Linked DNA regions of Zea mays: region 2 is linked to region 1. Evidence: chromatin contacts called from public Hi-C data. All regions are on one chromosome and are shown on one strand. Each heading gives the region's core, a stretch centred on a gene start, on an enhancer-like site or on the middle of the called end of the contact. The rest is flanking DNA. Distances are from core to core; before and after follow the strand shown. Region 1 has its middle 52 kb from the start of LOC100282648. Region 2 holds the start of LOC100283091.

What was found. A called contact is a pair of places that touch in the nucleus more often than the background predicts.
Region 2: a Hi-C map of endosperm shows a contact between it and region 1, with 2.2 times the contacts expected there. The contact joins the promoter of LOC100283091 here to the enhancer-like site in region 1. A contact is called at or near these places in 4 of 25 Hi-C or Micro-C datasets (bundle sheath, ear, endosperm and 1 more).

The regions. Positions count from the first base shown.
Region 1 is chr4:99,908,926-99,911,571 of Zm-B73-REFERENCE-NAM-5.0, reverse strand. No RefSeq gene overlaps it. Among protein-coding and RNA genes, the nearest start is that of LOC100282648, 52 kb to the right of the region's middle. Within about 2 kb of position 1,336, at least 18 of the 20 cell types and tissues checked have an H3K27ac peak or open chromatin away from gene starts, as enhancers often do. A contact at or near this core is called in bundle sheath, ear, endosperm and 1 more, where this site is marked.
Region 2 is chr4:100,095,991-100,098,636 of Zm-B73-REFERENCE-NAM-5.0, reverse strand. It overlaps LOC100283091, which reads left to right and starts at 1,305. Exons shown (of 5, transcript NM_001412293.1): 1 at 1,305-1,968; 2 at 2,377-2,615. The coding sequence starts at 1,755.

The DNA.
Region 1 (2,646 bases), core at 87-2,586:
AATAAAAAAGAAAAGATATAAACTCCTGTCGAGCCCGGCTTCTCCCCTGCTTGGCCCAAATGCGCACCCACACACCTCGCATGCACACAATCACCATGGCGCTGGCGGCTGGGCCGAATTACTATCCCACGCGGTCTGTGTGACATAAACCCAACCGCACTCACCTCGCTGACCGCTGGGGCCGCACCGCCAGGTCTGATGACCGCACACTCGCATGTGGAGCCTATGACACCGGCGCGTGGGCCCTGCCTTGTCAACACCCCCGTAGCAATCTCAACAAACCCCGCTGTCGCCAACTCACCAGCACTAATCCATTGACCTCGTGGGACCGCTGGTCGAGTCGATCTCATGCTCGCGCGCTCCCCTGCAAACAGCCCAACGACCTTCGTGCATGCCGCACCCGCGCGCGGCCTGCTGACCGTGTTTGGTTGACTGCTGCCCATGTACAGCTGCAGCCGCGGATCCGTAAAATGTTTGTCGTTTGGTACACTTGTCTACGGATGCAGGTTCATCAGATGCAAATATTGACTCTTGGCCAGGCCAGCGCCATACGCCTGTGACGCACGCACGTACGCGCGCGCTCAGGCTGGACTCATCCGGTCGCTGCATGCGGCACTTAAAATGAGAATGTTTATTGGTTTGTTTTTCTATTGTATCTTCTAGTTAGAAAAATTATTCAACAAGTCGATTTTATATTTATGTTCCTAAAAATTTTGTGAACAAAATTAGACCAGTCATACTATATAATATTCAGAGGTTTATTTATACACTCTTCTCTAATAGACGTCCTAGTGCAGACAACCAAACAAAATCTGTATCTAGTCTGTACTAGTCTGTACAAACAACCAAACAAAAATATCAGCATGAACTCATCACGGTTCTACCAATACTGGTTGGGCTCATGTCGGTCTGGTTCGAATTCTACGGCAACCAAACACATGGATACTGGGTGCGTTGCTGCCCCGTGAGAGAGAGGTAAACTCATGCCAAAGCCACTGCAGTGCTCGCCAGGGAGGTAATGCTTGTCGGGGCTGGTCGTTCTAATCAGACATTGCCGATGGCCATCATCTCGGCCACCATATTGATCTCTGGTAAATCACCTTCATGTGAGTCTTGTACCCGTGTAACCTACACCTAGCTCGGTGGTTGGTCACCTGATCGCAGTGGGCCCTGGTCACCTGTGTGCTCATCGCCGTGGGGTGGCTACCGACGTAGGGCGGCCATGAAGAGAGAGAGAGAGAAAGGGTAATAGGAGGGCGCAAGGAGGAAGATACGTAGGGGGCGTCGGATCTGGGGCATGTGATGTGGATTAGAGTGTACCGACGCGTGCTTGGCGTCGTTGATCCGGCAATGGGCGGTCAAGATTAGAAGTAGATAACTCTTCGGGCTCGTCAATTCTGGGTCGTCAATCGGGGATCGAAAGGCTGAAGCTAACTTGCGATGTGGGCGATCTTTGGTCCACGGATTTCGGATCTAACGACCATCGCTCCATGTCGAATCAATGAGGGTGGCGAGTTAAGTTGATCCGTGGGTTGCAGATTGTGTGGTTCTCTTGCGATGATACCCCTTCGCGTGGCAATATTTCAAAAGAGTCCTTATGAATATTTGAAAACAACCCGCACTCCAGTCATATGTATACGGGCTCACGGATTCTTGCAAGACAGACCCTGATCTTCTTATAAATGATGGTCGCCGTCCCTGACTATGGGATAAATAAATAGAATGAATTATATAAGCTAGAAAATCCTTGAAAATGAACGGATCGTATAAGAATAATCCTAGAATCATAGAAAATTCATATCTCCTAAGTTTAGCTCTGATTTGATCCATTCCAGTTGCATTAATCTCATATTAATATTCTTTATCATCTAGTAACTTTATTTTGTCATGAAATCTAGGATAAAATTATGCACTTAAGTTCTTGTGTACCCCACACTTAAATCTTCAGAAAATCATAACTTTTTAACCGTAACTCTGAATTTAGTGGTTCTCGGGCCTAAGATCTTGTTACGATACGTAGAACATTATTATGCAGTTTGTGCTTATGTTTGGTGTGATGTTAAACTTGCCTAGACCATGTTTGTTTGTATTGCTACGACTAGCAGCGAGGTTACAAGTCACTTGAAGAACAAGTTGGTACCTGGCAAGTTATGCCCTTGATCACTTTTCTTTACCCAATAATGTTCCTGTTAATTCCTATGACATGCTCAGGTTAATCTGATGGGACCTAATAGGTTTCCCTAGGCTTGTTTATCCCACACCTTGTTTACCACTAAACTTTTGGGTAGTTATGCTATTGCTCTACCTGGTTTTAAGATTAATATTACATTATGATCATGTTCCAGTTATATTGTTGTTTTAATTATTGTTCATGACAAGATCATTGTGTTAATTGGAACATGGAGCTTAACTTCAGATATTCGTGCTACCACAAGGGTGGAATGGGACGCCCTTGGCTGACAAATTAGGAAAGCTAGTGGAGCACTACCTTACCCAAAAGGGGCAAGGACAGTAGGGGAGTGGTCGGTATAGGGAGGTTCTCGGGTGGATCATGCAGCAATGGCTTTTTGGACGGGGGATTTCTATATTGCGCTCCTTAGAAACTGTAGTGGGTTTTCTGAAGATAGTGGAACTTTATAAAGGCCT
Region 2 (2,646 bases), core at 56-2,555, 190 kb before region 1:
CCAGTGGTTGCAGCGCAGCAGCCCCTGGCGCTGAAGCTTTCTTTGGTGGCATGACGAAGGTCAGTGCTTGTCGAAGGTGGTCGAAAAGGGTTCACCGGAGGTGGGCGCCAATGTTGGGGACTTGTTCTCAAATGCTATGAGTTAAGAACAAGGCAACATAAAATGTTAAAAGTTAATGTCCTTCGTCCTTCGAAGCATTATTTCTCTTAGGATATAATGATCTTCAGATGAAGGTCATGAAGGATATACCTTCATCATCGCGATATATGTTAATAAAAGGAGAAGCATATGAAATATAAGAGACAACATAAACGATTATATAACATTATCAATTCATTCTCATCTCATTATATTATCATGAAAAAGTAAAGACAATATTGAATGACATATGTACCTTCGACTTGACAGAAGGTAAAAGTACAAGCGTGACGCACGAGCAAGTACAGGTCAGCGTGAACAGTACGGGGGTACTGTTCATCTATTATAGGCACAGGACGCGGCCTGTGAGAAATTACATACATGCCCTTTACACTTATTATTGACTTATATACAATTCTATAAGGACTAGATAGCCTTTTCCCCTTTAAGTCGGTTCCTTTTTCCGCCATTTAGCCGAAGCTCCCTTGCGTGTAGCTTCGGAGCAATTCCAACCTTCGTCACGATCATGTTCTTTACATCGTTCATGCTTTTAGCCCGAGTCCGAAGGTACCTATTCATATGTCACACTTGAAAGATATTGTTAAATCACGTTTTTGAGGACCTTCGGAGGACGAAGCCCCCAACAAATATAATGAGGATGAATTGATAATGTTATGTGATCGTTCATGTTGTCTTTTATGTTTCATATACTTCTTCACTTATTAACACATACTACGATGATGAAAGTATGCCCTTCATGACCTTCGTCTGAAAATCATTATATCCTAAATGAGATAATGTTTCGAAGGACGAAGGACATTAACATTTAACATTCTGGGTTGTCTTGTTCTTAATTCATAGCATTTGAAAACAAGTCCCAAACAAATCCAACACCAAATTAACATAATTTATTATGTACTAGTTCATTCAACATAAGTGAAGACTTTGTTTTCTTGACAAATGTAGCCCAATCGAGCTAATGATCTGGTTTGATCTCGGTTCATTAATAAATTGAGCTTAGATGTTAGTTTAGCTTGTGACAAAATTGAAACAAGTTGAGCCGAAATGACCATACATATATTTTAGAGTGTTGATTTAAGATTATAACATACCTAGATTATATAATCCAATAAATTTTAAACTAATACTTAATTCAAAATTTATTAAATTAGGTAATCTAGACAGATTATAACAAACACCCTCCTTGTCCCGCCCCATAAAAAATGGTTAACAAAGTGAAGTACGTATCCCGCACCCCAGTCTGAACACGGGCAAAACCGCGTGTTGGACGGCTGCCTTGCCCCTCCCCGCGCCGCGAATACACTCGAGGGCCAGCCGAGCCCAGTGCCCGAGTCCACCTTCCCTGAATTCCTGTTCGCTACCTTCGCTTCCGCTCCAAAAACCAAATAAAAAACGCACCTTTCCTTCCCTTCTCCTCCCCTTCGCTTTCCCCCGTCCTCCCTTCCCTCGATCCCCTCGCCGGAAAAGATCCCATTCCATCCACCTCCACGTCCCGGCGCAATCAGAGTTTCCGGCGGCAAAGCAGGAAGGCGGAAGCGAAAGGAATGTTGCACCTTTAAGTAGCGCGGCGACCTGGTGTTTCTTCCTGGCCGGCGATGGGCTGCTTCCCGTGCTTCGACTCCCCGGCAGATGAGCAGCTTAACCCCAAATTCGGTGGCGCCGGTGGGTACGGCGGCACGTCCTCTGCCGTCGCGGCGTACGGAAACGGCACAGGCGCCGGCGTCAGCATCGGCCGGCACGGGGACAGGGGGTACCCGGACCTGCAGCAGGCGCCCATGGCGGCTCCGCGCGTCGAGAAGCTCTCAGCAGGTGCGCGACGTGCTCCGCGCTGAGCTACGTGTTCCACGGTTTGGGGTGGGTGGGTGGACTGGATCCCGGCAAGGTGGTTGATCTCCCGCGTGGTGGTTCAACCGCACCGGGCCTGCCTGATCTGATTTAGTAGTGCTCCGTGTAGCTTGTGGCCATCTTTGCGTGTTGAATTAGCGTCAGGTTCTCGATAGGTAAAGGGAAAAGAAGTAGGAACTTTCTATTGTTAGTTATTGCAAATTAGGTTCATTTACTACCTTAGGCCTCGGAGAGATGTAAAGGTTGTGGGGTGATAAACTCGTGGACTGATGCAACCAGGACATGCTATTTTGAATAGTGATTCTCTTTTGTCTGAGTCGGACTGCTGATGAGCTTACTGAATCTACCTCTTGTACTTGTCTATGTGTGCAGCGGCTGAGAAAGCAAGAGTAAAGAGCAATGGGCTCACCAAAGAGGCTTTGGTGCCAAAGGATGCCAATGGCAATGCCATCTCAGCGCAAACTTTCACCTTCCGTGAGCTTGCTACCGCCACCAGGAACTTCAGGCCCGAGTGCTTCCTGGGAGAGGGAGGTTTTGGACGTGTTTACAAGGGCCGCCTTGAGAGCACAGGCCAGGTAACTTTTGAGTTCAGCAGGTGCGACCTATCTGCGGTGAGATAATAGTGCTATTAGCAAATTGCAC